Linked DNA regions of Mus musculus: region 2 is linked to region 1. Evidence: chromatin contacts called from public HiChIP or PLAC-seq data. All regions are on one chromosome and are shown on one strand. The core of a region is the stretch at or near the end of the contact, and the rest is flanking DNA. Distances in the headings are between cores, read along the strand shown. Region 1 overlaps Mgll (monoglyceride lipase). Region 2 holds the start of Tpra1 (transmembrane protein, adipocyte asscociated 1).

Region 1 (6,415 bases), core at 2,695-5,194:
TGGCATGTGTACAGACAGGAAGCAAAGTGGCAGCTTTTCAGTCAAGATTGTAGGAATGTGGATATTTATGTGAATACTCTTCTGCAAAGTTTTTACACACTTGAAATTTTTCTGACGAAAAAAAAAAAAAGTTGAGGAAAAGTTTGGGTCAGGGCTTGACCGCAAGGCTGACTTTCTTCAGGAGATGCGACCACTCCATGTGCACAACTCTGTCTCTTTAATTTTTGAATCAAGAGACTGATCTCTCGAAGAGCAACTGTTGGCCTCATCAACAAATGTGTGAAGTGAGTGGCGGTGCACTTCTTATGCTTGTGCTCCCAGCACTGGAGAGGCAGAGGCAGGTGGATCTCAAGTTCAAGGCTAGCCTGGTCTACAGAGCAAGATCCAGGTCAGCCAGGACTCCAGAGAAACCCAGTCTTAAAAAAACAAAACAAGATGTGTGGATGGATAAAGTGCATTATCCAAGGCAAGCACAGAAACGACTGGGCTTGGAAGTGTATGCCCTATTTCTGGCTGCTTGCGGGAGAGGGGGTGAGGGGGTGTCAGGGTACAGAGTGGATTCAAGACCAGCAATTTAGTGAGACTCTGCCTCAAAATAAGAAGTAAGGGGGGCAGAGAGGTGGTTCAGTGATTGATGGCACTGGTGCTCAGTGACTGGGAGCACTACTGCTCAGTGACTGGGAGCACTACTGCTCAGTGATTGGGAGCACTACTGCTCAGTGATTGGGAGCACTGTTACCCCCGCAGAGGACCTAGGTTTAGTTCCCAGCACCCGTTTTGGATGGCCTGTAACTGCAACTCCAGGGGGGTCTGATGCCCTTTTTGAACTCCACCCCCTCCCCACCACACACATGCAGATAAATACACAATATATAATAATCAAATAAATTATATATTTGATATATGTACTAATCAAATAATTAAAAAAATTAAAAATATTTTATATATATAAAAATGTCAAGCGTTCCTTTTTCCATGTCTCTAGAAGTTGAAGGTGACGATGCAGGCTCTCCTGGGGCCTTTCTTCTCCACTCATAGGTACTGTCTCCCTGTACTCACAACATTATTGTCATCCAATCAATCAGGCAGTGGCCTGGTGGTGAATGGTAGACTCAGAACGCAGTGAGCATCCTCAGTGCCACCAAGATGGGTAGAAATGGTCGGTGTGGTGCCACTTCCGTGCCACACACTGATCACAAATGTAATAGGTTTTTAAAAGTGGGGTTCCCTAGACAAGCATGAGATGCAGAGGCTTTTCTCTGAAGGTGTACTGACAAAAAAGCGGGTGGTTGGGAGAGTAGAGGCAGCACTGACAAATGTGTCTGAGCACAGCAGGGTCTCTGAGTTTGAGTCCAGACAGCCAGTTGGTTCTAAGCTTGGTAGCCCCTCCCAGTTGTGCTGAATGGTTCTGCCCCATGGTTGCAAAGTCCCTTTGAAGTGGTGGCCCCGGGGTCTTGGAGCAGCTCAGCCAGCTCCCGGCAGCCTGGTGCAACCATGGCCTCCTGTGCTGGTGCCTTCTCTGGAACCTGGTCCACCTTACAGTTTCCAAACTTTCCTCACAGCTGCCAGAGGCCGTTTCTATAGCAACGATGCCTTTCACAGAGGGAGAAGGTGGAGAAGACCCTGAGCAGAGAAGGAAGGGGAGATGAGCTGACAAACCCAAGATGGACAGGGTGGCACCTGTTTTTTGTTTTTGTTTTTGTTTTTTTTTTTATTGCTGCTTTGTTGAAATCTTGTCAAGCACCCTGGACCATCTTGTTTGAGTTGATGTGTGATCTCCTAATGCTGCAGAGAGGAGGCAGAACACACATGGTCAAGGGCCACCAGTGAGGCAGGCACAGCTCAGAAGGGCAAGGAGCTGGGGACCCTAGGAAGATAAATGAACCTCGTTAAGGCTTACTCTGTGTGCCTCCCGCCCCCTTCCTTCTCCCTTGGATAAATATCTCCAAGGAAGGGTGTTGGCTGGGGCTCCTAGCTGTGCACCATGAGGCAAGTTGCTTGAGCTCTCTCTGCTTGGAGTGTCTGCCATTCAGGAGTAACGGTTGGACGGGGTTAAATGTGATGCATATGTGGCCTGGGGTGACACTAAAACTCTTTTCCCATTTCCAGTTGGCCATGGGCAGAGTGAGGGAGAGAGGATGGTGGTGTCGGACTTCCAAGTTTTTGTCAGAGATGTGCTGCAACACGTGGACACCATCCAGAAGGACTACCCCGACGTCCCCATCTTCCTCCTGGGCCACTCCATGGTAAGCAGGCCACAGAGAAAAGTTCAAAGCAAGCCTGGTCCCCAGGAGGCCACCTGACTTCCTGGCCCTCCACCCTCTGCCCTCCTCCCTCTGCCCTCCACCCTCCTCCCTCTGCCCTCCTCCCTCTGCCCTCTTCCCCCCCCCACCTCACCCCTGTCTAGTAGAATGTCCTTTACACATACACACACACACACACACACACACACACACACACACACACACACACACACCTGTCTTTGGAGCTCCCACCACGTAGGGGTTGAACTAGGCCCTTAAGCTCAGGGCTGGAGGAATGGCCGTGAGTGGGCAGAATTTCAGGAACCATCAGCAGTTTGAGACCCTTTCCCTTTGAGATCTCTGAGAATCAAGAGCCAACCACATTTAACTTCAGACGACCCCTCCCCTAGCAGCCAGTAGGCCATTCCTTCCAGCAGGAAAGCTAGCAGAGGTCTGAGAACTGCTTAGGCCCACGACTGCTCTGCAGGGCACCTCCACACGGCCTGGCTCTGCCTTTACATCTCTGGCCCCTATAAGCCTTGGAGATTGCAAGCCTTGTTGTCACATTTCCTCTGTGCTTCAAACAGACAAGACTGCCTCTGCCTCCTCCTGCTTCATCCACATTCAGTGGACTCTCCCTAAAGAAAGGAAACAACCCTTATAAAGCTTGTCAGAATGGATGAATTGTGGGGCTACTGGCTTTGGCTTGAGACTAGAATGTGATGTGTTGCTACATTTGTGTCCCACAAGCAGGAAACTTCTTTGTATCTGTTTGAAATGTTTGCCCTTAGAAAATGCAGAGAAGAGAAATAAAACCTTACTGATCCTGGCTCTGTCCTCTCCTCTCAGCACACAGGAGGCCGAGGCAAGAGGATTGCCGTGAAACTCTAGCTATCCTGGACTATAGAATGATACTCTATCTCAAAAGAAAAAAAAATGTTTTTAAAGGGAAGGGAGAAGAGAGAAGGCTAGAGAAAGAAAGGAGAGGGAGAAGGGAGGGAGTAGAGGGAAAGAAGGAGAAGGGGGAAGGGAAGGGAAGAGAGAAGGAGAAATAGGAAGGAGAAGATGTGATCTGCCAAGGGGATGGAGGTCTGCCAGGGGATGGAGGGCCCTTGACCAGAGTGGAACAGGCAAGGGTTTGGGTCATGCTGGTTAGAAACTGGTCTCACTTCTGTTTATTTTACCTCGCAGGGCGGTGCCATCTCCATCCTAGTGGCTGCAGAGAGGCCAACCTACTTTTCTGGCATGGTCCTGATTTCACCTCTGGTCCTTGCCAATCCGGAATCTGCATCGACTTTGAAGGTAAGAGGGTGCTGCGGTCTGTACGGACCACGGAGCTTCCCAGGACAGGATACATTCCTTTGCAGCTGGAGTCTGTGTCAAAGGGTCCAGGGCCGTCCCTGAACTTTAGACGCCCTTGTGTAAAGGCTTGACGTCAGACAGTCACTGGGGCTCTAAATTGTGAACTCAGGTGTTTCTTTTCCCAAAACACAAAGGAAGAAGGCCTTCCTGTTTGTGCATGTTGAACTGGCCAGACAGAGTCAGGGAGAGGAAAAGGTGACAGGCGTGCTCTCGCTGGCAAAGCCACACTTGCTGACAAGTCCCACGCATGAGCTGCTGTCGCAGAATGTGTGCCCGCCTCAGCACACATTCTGCGACACACACTCAGCGAACCCGGAGTGGAGCTGCAGCTGAGGAATCCTGTTCCCAGCAGCTCCGTCCCGCCCCTGAGCTCTTCCAGCCTCGACTGACAGACAGATGCAGCGCCTTGCATTATGGGTAATGATGTGCTGTGTGGTCAGGGTCTGCTCTGGTTGTCAGAGCTTTGGCTCCCTTTGACAGGATGAGCTAGGCAACGAGACAACCCAGAACTGTATCTGCCCCCACCCCAAGAAAGAAGCCAAAGCCAGTACTCCTGAGAGACTATGGGCGTGCCCTCAGTGTAGATCTGTCCTCAGGAGGCAAGAGAACCCCAGAGGGAGTGGAGCACCAATCCTGTGTGCCACAAGGAGTGTCCCTCTGGTAGGGGACACTCTGGAGACCTGTGGCCGGTGCATCAAGGAGTCCACAACTGTGTCAGGAGTTGCCACGTAGGAGCTGGGTTCACCCACACAGTCCCAGGCAAGACTGGTGTGCTGGGGTTGGGATCACTGAGCTTTGGGAAGAGGGAATCTGGCCAAGATTAGCCCTAGAGTGATGGATGTCTTCCCTGTAGAGAAAATTCACAGAGCCTTTTAGATAGAGTGCATCATAGCAGCTGGGCCCAGAGGCAAGCAGCAAGGTTTCCTCCTAGGGTCCCATGGGGCTCCCTCTAGGACCAGCAGTGGCCACACTTCTGAGCCAGTGACCTTCCAGGCCTGGTACTAATAGATCACCTTGTCAAATCAGGAGCAGAGGTCTCTAGGGGGACACAGGTCTCATCTGATTAACGAAGACAAATTAGATTTCCCTGGGTCTGGCCAGGGCCAGCCCCACCCCACGTCTGTTGCTGCCCCCCAGGCCTCAGCCTGTGTCGTCTTTGATGGGCACAAAGTGTGACTGCTTGGTTCACCTGCCCAGGGCAAGTGGCTGCTCTGCTCGTGTGGCCTAGTCTTCAGACAGGCTCCCCGAGAGAGGATCACCACGCCTTTCTTTTCTTTCCAGCGTAATTTTAAATATTGGAGAATAATTCATAGAGTTCAAATGTCAGAAGATAGAAAAGGGCATGAAGAGATGCCTGCCGGAGGGAGCCGGCCGGTCAGCAGCCATGCTGTCAGAGATGGCTTACGGGATACAGTTGGCGTGCACAAAGCACCGTGTGTTCTTTCTGCAGATGGGGACTTGTTCCACGTAGACTAGGGGGATAATATTACATGTCCCTTTACTTAATCTGCTTGTTCTTTGAGGGGTTTGGTTTTATTTTGTCGTTTTGTTGTTGAATGCCTTGGTGGTCTTTCCCCACCGGACTCGCGTATCCCACCGAGTACAGACCCTGGCTTAGAACTCCCGAAAGAGCAAGCAACCTTGAGCTCATTTCCAGTTGCCTACTCGTGTGAGCCTCACAGGTGGACTGAGTGCTTGCTGCCTTTTCCCTTCCTGTGCTCTGGCTGGGAAATGAAGTGGAGGCGGTGTGCACAGGAGGGGACTCTGAAGGAGGGATGGGAGGAGTGAAAGAGAACCCCCCCCTCCTCCATGATGTCCTGTGAATGGTCCCAGAGCCACATGGATCCCTGAGCTCAGCTAATGGGGCTGGCATGCCCCATTAGTGGTGGGCACATGATTGTGGGGACCCACACAGTGGAAGCCAACCCCAGAAGAGAAATCCTGGTGTGACCAGACAGCATCCTCCAGCCAGTACCCAAGCCTCAGCTGGTCCCCAGGTAGTGCGTCAGTCTTCGTGTGCATATGGGTGTGTGAAGGTGACCACTTCACCCCTGGGGTGGGAGGATGCCCAGGCACCATAAACTCAGCACCATCTGCTTTTTACACTGAGGCTCTGTTCAGACAAGCTGGGATATATTTAGCCCCGGGAAGAGACTGAGGACAAAGACAGCAGTGCCCAGCACTCTCTGCTGAGGAAGTGGTTTCACGGGGGCGGGGGGGGGGCGGGGGGGGGGGACGGCAACAGCAGAAATTTAGAGACCAAAATTGCAGAGAACCAGTCTCAGCTGCTCACCAGCCCAGGCTGCCTCTCTTGAACAATCTCTCTGTGTCATCTGGCATCCCTTCTTTTTCTAGGAACCTTAAGGAAGGCAAAACTTCCCGGCCAGGCTGGGCTGGGACCGCCAAGGTTGTCTTCAGTGGGAACTATCTCCCTATGAGGTCCCTGGGGGTGGGGGTGGGGGTGGGGGTGGGTATCTAGCTCCCTATGAGGTCTCTGGGGCTACTGAGCAGGACTTCAGGGTGTTCCATTCCCAGTTCTTGGGAGCCTCTAGCTGAAGTATGGGGAGGGGCTAGCTCCAGGAGACCTGTCTCACAGAGAGCACTGTTTGCTCCCGTGCCACCTGCAAGAACAGGAAATGACTCCCAATTAGAAGACCAGGAAATGAGGCCATTGTTTTTCTCAAGGTCGGTTTGATTACTGCCTGGGCCACTGAGCCCCTTTCACCCTAAAGCATGTCCCCAGGTCAGCTTCCTGTGGGCCAGAGCCTACTTCCCATCTGAACACCCCAGTGTCAGTGGACTCCAGTGGG
Region 2 (6,684 bases), core at 691-3,190, 92 kb after region 1:
GGTGTGGTTTGTAATTTTGAAAGATCAGAACAGCGAGTGAGATTGACATAGGGAGGGTCCCAGTGTCCCAAACATGCTTTAGGTTCCCAAGATGGGCACAGCTGTCCATACCCTGCACTGGTGCAAGCCAGGAACACTACCTGACCGATCCCCATTCATGTGACTTCCTGGATGCCACACTGTCCTGTATGCAGAGGCCACAGTGATGGAGGAGCAACTGCCTCTGCTGCCAGAGGGAAAGAGGCATTCGATGACCTCCATCACTCAGCAAATGCCGTAAAAATCTCCCAGACATCACACATGGAGCCCCGAATTCCAGAGGGTCAAGTGCAGAGTGACATACTGTTACTGTTCTTCTGAGACATAGCCCTGGCTAGCCTCAAACTTGAGACGATAGTTCTTTATTTTTATTTTTATTTATTTATTTATTTATTTATTTATTTCAGAGACAGGGTTTCTCTGTGTAGCCCTGGCTGTCCTGGAACTCACTCTGTAGACCAGGCTGGCCTCGAACTCAGAAATTCGCCTGCCTCTGCCTCCCAAGTGCTGGGATTAAAGGTGTGTGAGACAATATTTCTGTCTCAGCCTCAAGAGCACTGGGATTACAAACATATCATCCCACCACACCCCGTTTGCTTAGTCCCTAGGCCCTTGTGATTGACAGTGGGGTTTGGGGACAGGTGCTGGAGAAAAGGCTTAGTGGTTATGAGCATGGTTAGAAGCCCTGAGTTCAATTCCTGTGGCCTTTTTGACACCTGGAGGTCAAGGAGGGCCTAGGACATGTATTTTGCTATTATTCCTAAACAGGGCACTGTATTCTCTTGGCAGGAAGTTGGGAGCTCTTGATGGTTTTCAGGGTGGCTGTTACAGACCTTGTAGGCGCAGGCAGGCACAGCCAGCTTCTGTGACTAAGACCAAAATGGACAAATGGGACTAACCTGGAAGTCTCAGGGATGCTAAGTCTCGGACCAATCACAAAGAGGCCCAGAGTCATTCCAGCCCCTGTGTGACCAGGACGGGGCAGTCCTGGGATCCTATAATAAACAGGTGCCTACATCTTTAACCAGCACTGAGGCACCTCTAAGGTGTTGCTGAGACACACTGCCCCCCCCCCCAATGCCTGAGGAAGGGGTAGGCAAGTCAATACCTACTCTTGAGGGAGAGCCCAGGAAGCTCTCTGTGAAGAGAGAATGTGAGAAGACAGGCCCGAGGTTGCATGCAGAGAAGCCCAAGGGCAGCCACAAGTTTGAAAATACATGGCCTATAGGGCAGATCCTGTGGCCGGCCAAAGGTGCACAGGTAAGCAGATGACCTGAGATGAGGCCTCCAAGTTGCCCTGGGGGTGTCCCACAGGGAGGGAAGGCGACAGACAGGAAAGACTGTCCCTCTGGAAGGCACCTGCTTAAGCAAGAGATCTGGTCTGGCCACTTCCTAGCTGGATGGCTTTGGACTTATTCCCTTAACCCCTTCAGGTTTCTTCTGCAAAACGCCACTAATAGCACCCAGCCTTCAGGGTGACTGAGACCAGGACTGGAGCCCTGTAAACGCCAGATCCCTTTGAAGTGGGCAAGCACAGGGCGTCCGAGGAAGGGATGCCCTTCCTTCCCTCCTTCCTAGTCCAGGTGACCAGAGGTCAGTATTTATGGGGCGCCGGTCCCTTAGGCGCCATCCTCAAAGACATAGGGCGACCCGGTCGGAGGACTGGAGCTGTCCGCAGAAAGATGCGGGGCAAAGGCACAGCGTGCTCAGTACGCTTCCCGAAACGCTTTAGGGGTAAGCTGTGCAGAAAAAAAATTCTCCCCTTTGAAGTTTCCGTCACCCACACTTTGCTTTGCTTCGACTGCAGTCCCTTTAAGAGCTCCGCGGGCCGCCTCGCCCATCTGAGGAATTTTATTGGTCTGTTCCACTCCTGTGGGTGGAATCCCGTTACGATAGGCTGCTGGAGGCCGAGGGGGCGGGGATGAGTGCCACAAACAGGGGTTGTGACTGTTTTCACAGTTTTGCTTAGACGAAAAACACTAGCCAAGGCGCCTGAGAGTCGCCGCTGCCAGGGGAGGACCGGGGAAGTCCGCGGGTCCCGTGAGTCCTGCGCGCTGGCGGCGTCCGGCCACCTCTGACCGATCCACGTAGCATCTCAGCTGCGGTTCTTGCGCGACGCTCCCCGGTTCTCGCTACCTCGCAGGGGTCGGAGTCCCGCGGCCTGCGCAGCCCTGCTCTCAGGTAAGCGCGGCCGAGTCCTCATCTCCTGCTCCGCCAAGCTAGCGAGGAGGCCCTGCCCCTGCTCCTTCTTCGGGTTCGGGCCTACCGTCTCCTTCTGTCCCCGTGCCACTTGGGGTACAGCCGCAAGACAACCTTTGAGAAGTTTCTGGGGACCCTAGCGGTCAGGACCGGATCCTGGATGGAGCTGGACACCCGCCGCTCCGGGTGCAGCCAGAGCTCAGCGGCAGCCGGAAAGACCAGCCCATGCTCTGCCTCTGCCTTCCTGGCCTTGCGGAAGGAAGGGCAACTCCACTTAGCTCCGTAGCGAGGAGGGGGTGGTGGGGTCTGGGGTCCAGACACCCCCAATCCTTGTCCAGCCTGGTTGCATTGTGCTGGAAATGTGTGCGCGTCATAGCATTTTTTTGAGATCTTACCTGTTCTAGAGGGTTGGGTCACAAGACCTAGGACAGACAAGACACACAAGCATGTAAATACACCTGCTGCCGATGGAGTCCCAGTTCTATAAACAGCACACCAAAGAACTGGGTGGTGGTGGAGGAATCGGGAGGTGGAGGCAGGGGGGAAATCAGAAGTTCAAGACCTGCCTTGGCTTTTTGCAGAGTTGGAGGCTAGCCTGGGCCCAATGAGACCCTATCTTTAAAAACAATCATTGAAAGAACAACAGCCAGGTGGGCTAGATAAAGTCCACTTAGAGGGGGAGGTAATGAGTCAAATGATGGGATCAAGCTGCGGGTAAGCAAACACAAAGGCCCCTGAGGTAGGGGAGATATAAGTTGGTGGCTAAAGAAGGGCAAGAAGGATTGTCAGGAGGCAGAGGGCAGGTCACCTGGACCATCCCTTCTTCCTGTTGTCCACAGTGGCCTCTTAGGACACAATCTCTCCTCTATCACTGAGGCTGACAGATTCAGAGAGGCATGGAACTTAGCCTCTATCCTCTGGGGATTTCCTATGCTGCTCTGCAGCTAGATTTAGAGGCTTAGCAGCCTAGGAGGGAAGGGAGAGAACTTTGGGGGGCTGCTTGCACTGCTACCTTCTACTGGGTAGGAATCCCATAAAAGAACTCAGAAGGTTTGGGCAATCCCATTGCACAGATGGGAAAGACAAGCTCTCTCAACCTCTCCCAGGGCAGGGAGAGAAGGCCCTTGGGGAGGTGTCTGGGGTGTCCGAACAGGTCCCACCTAGGCCCAACAAGCTAGCCACAGAGGGTAGGAGGAAGGCGAGGCTTGAGTCGTGGGCAGGAGCCTGGCCTCTGGAGAATGCGCTGAGGTCAGAGCTGCCCTTTCAGGTTCACGGGTGGAAGAAACCTTACCTCAGTTCCCCCGGTCTCCAGAGGCCTGGGCTCCTCCATGATGCTCTGTTGCTCCTTCAAGATGTCATAGCTCTTCTTTGTCCCAGTCTGCCCCCTCTCCTTCCTCTTTTCCCTGGTGGGCCAGCTCCTTTCACTTCTCTATCATTGCATGTGCCCAAGGCCAGAAGATCTGGGGGAGAAGCCCTGGGCCCTAGGATAGAGGGTGGGGTCTGTGGATCCCCTGGGCCATGCCTGCTCCTCCTTTGATTGGGGTCCTGATGGTGCTTGTCCAGTGTACCTAGGAAGGAAGCACAGGGCATGGAGGCTGTGCACTGGAAGAGTGTCTAATGTGTTTGTTACCATTACTTCAGTTATTTCAGTAGCACAGTCATGGCAGTGCAGTGAACTTGACCTCCTCCCAGCCCCAGTACTGCTGGAGTAGGGGTATTTCAGGTTGGGAGTTTGTCCACTTGCTCAGGTAGAAAGGAGTACCTTGAGCTATTGCTAGGTGTAGAAGTGGCTATGATGTTGGGCTCTGGAGGGGACAGCTGAACTATGGGTCGCCACATCTGTGAACATTGTGACTCCTAGGGATGGGTTCCCAATCCTACAGGGAAGTGTCACAGGTGGCAGCTCACACCTCACCCTGTGTTCATTCCTTCAACCTGTTGCCTGTGTTCTCGTTCTCTCTCTCATGTATGTGAGTGTTCTGTCTGCATGTTCACCTGCATGTCCGAAGAGAGCATCAGATCTTATAACAGATGGTTGTGAGACACTTGTGGTTTCTGGGAATTGAACTCAGGACCTCTGGAAAGGCAGCCAGTGCTCTTAACCGCTGAGCCATCATCTCTCCAGCCCTTTGGTAGACATTTTCACAGCTCGCCTTTTTTGACTGTCATAGAATCTTGCTGTGATTGTCCCTGTGACTCTCAGAAGGGAAGTGACTCACTCATCAAAGGTCACAGCAAGCAGGAGGCAGGGCCAGGAATGCCATCCTAGCCTGGCTTGCCAATTCCATAACCTACAGGAGATGGGAACCAGGCCTGGGGACACAAGCCTGTTGCCACCCTAGCTATTAGGAAGCTGGGACAGGAGAATCACAGGTTCAAGGCTGGGCAACATGGGCAGCCTAGGGAGACCCTGTCTCAAAAGTGATGACGCAAGTCTCACTGCTCATTGTCCAGTGCTTGCCTAGCATAGATCCAGTGTCCAGCAATGCAAGACAAGTAAACATCTGATCTATTTGGAAAATTGAGAAGTCAGACTCAAACACCCTGGTAGTGAAGGGGACCTGGCCGTCTCATGACTGGGAAGGATGGGTGTCGTATGTGGCAGAGTCCGGGGTTACTAGGAGTCCAGTGTTTCTCTCTGCATCCACCTTGTGACTTTGCTCTTTGTGAGCTTTCTCTCCAAGGCCCCAGCCCAGAGTCACACTTGGCCTGCTGACCTCAGCAGGGTGCTGGGACTTTCTGGTTGGCTGGATTTGAAAATGCTCGCATTTCCTGACATTTGTGCTGTATGGAGCTAATCCCATCTAAGTCTGTGGACAGAGCCGAAGTTCGGAGTGCCCCCGGGGAAAGTGTGCCCATTGGCTGCCTGGCCCTATCCCACCTTCTCCATCCTGCTGCTGTCTCTCCTTCCTGTCTCACCTAGACCTGTCCATTCTCTGCAGTGGCCTAAGGGACCCCACCCACAGTGGCTTGGGGTCTTTGGAAAGAGCCTTTTCAGTACCGAGAATGAAATCATGTTATAGGTGTGCCACCCCATCTGACCCAGTCTTACCAACTGTTTTCTCTTTCCAGCCGCCCTGGCCTAGTCTTTTTTGTCTTTGGCCAAGTCTGTTTCTACCTCAGAACTTTTGTATTTGCCATTCTCTCTGAGGAATGTTCTTTATCCAGAGTTTTCCAAGGCTGACTCCCCAGTCATGCGTCCTCTTGACAGAACACCAACCCAAATCAACCTTCCTATGTTCCCTGGAATTCAGCCTTAACTGGGACACAAGGCCATGGTAACTAGATAGAGGACTGCACTGTTTCGTTTGGCTGTGGAAGCAGCCTTGGGCATTCATGGAGAGACCTACTTCTATCTCATGGTCTAACATGGCTGCTCTTGTTCCTATCGGCACATCAGTATTCCGGCTGACAGGAAGGAAGAAGGGCACGACCTGAAGCTGGCGAGTTGCACTCTGTTGGTGTCCTTGTGGCCAGTCCCTCCTTCAGGGGAAGCTGGAGAAAGCAGACTGAAATCCCGGGTTCTGCTGGTAAGACGTGTGGGTCCTGGAGACTTGTCTGCGCTCTGTTCCCGTCATAGTGAACCACTCCACTGTCTTCTCAGCCCTTATCCCTAGCAGAACTTTGCTTTTTAAGTACAAAGGTTTGTGTTTCCCCACTCCCACCCCCATCCTTGGGAGGGAGCCGGCAAGAGGGTAGGCCTTGCTTGCCCTGTCCCACCCACACCTGAGCAGCCCAGTGAGTTGCTGGTTATACCAACCACATGGTCAGATCCGCTGGGCAAGCAGAGGGTGCGTGGGTGGAGGATGGTTGCTCCCTTCACCTTTGCCGATCGTCAGGACTGGGAAAAAGTGGAAATGCCCTACTAGGAACCAGGGACATACTTCCCTCCTTGCCCCTCCCCATCAGAAAGTTGGAGGTGTAACAAATCAGAGAAGGCTGAGGACAGGGTCTTGGCTGCCTGCTCAGAGGTTTCCTGTCCCTTTCAGCAGAGACAGCACTAGAGTGTAATGACCCTGCCAAATCCAGGATGTCCCCGAGTGCCCCCCAAGCCCTGCCTTTTCCTGCTACTGCTTAGAGTTAGTGGACCACAATGCTCCTTTTGAGTTACCGCTGACACTGAACAGGGGGCACCAAGCTCTTTGCCACTCCTGCCACAGACAGGTAGGTCCCTAAGCCACGACCTTTTCCTCTGAAAAGATTTAAGTGTTCCTGGCAGTATACAAGCTCGTGCACCCACGTCTGGAGAAAGGAGTGTCTGGGACGAAGTGTGCCACCGGGTCTACAGAGTCAATCCCGGCCTGGTTCTGTAGTGGTCACGTGTATGGCTCTGTTGAGTCTGGATCCACCCACATCCCATTTGGGAGGCCCATTCATTTTGCCGCAGTTCAGGCTCCTTCTTTCTACTGCCATCTTGTGGTCAACGGCTGACACTGCTTCACCCGT

The links. HiChIP or PLAC-seq counts read pairs in DNA pulled down with a chosen protein or histone mark.
Region 2: a contact with region 1 is called in an H3K27ac HiChIP or PLAC-seq map of microglia, with 4 times the contacts expected there. The contact joins the promoter of Tpra1 here to the enhancer-like site in region 1. A contact is called at or near these places in 4 of 115 datasets of contacts at active chromatin or transcription factors (the SCID.adh cell line, embryonic stem cells, microglia and 1 more) and 3 of 9 other capture datasets (adipose tissue, liver and pancreatic islet).

Annotation. Positions count from the first base shown.
Region 1 is chr6:88,805,902-88,812,316 of GRCm38.p6, forward strand. Mgll (monoglyceride lipase) reads left to right here. Exons shown (of 8, transcript NM_011844.4): 4 at 2,110-2,246; 5 at 3,435-3,545. Among named protein-coding and RNA genes, the nearest start is that of Abtb1, 33 kb to the right of the region's middle. Within about 2 kb of position 3,945, at least 23 of the 459 cell types and tissues checked have an H3K27ac peak or open chromatin away from gene starts, as enhancers often do. A contact at or near this core is called in the SCID.adh cell line, adipose tissue and microglia, where this site is marked.
Region 2 is chr6:88,900,311-88,906,994 of GRCm38.p6, forward strand. It overlaps Tpra1 (transmembrane protein, adipocyte asscociated 1), which reads left to right and starts at 1,941. Exons shown (of 12, transcript NM_011906.2): 1 at 1,941-2,220; 2 at 5,639-5,768.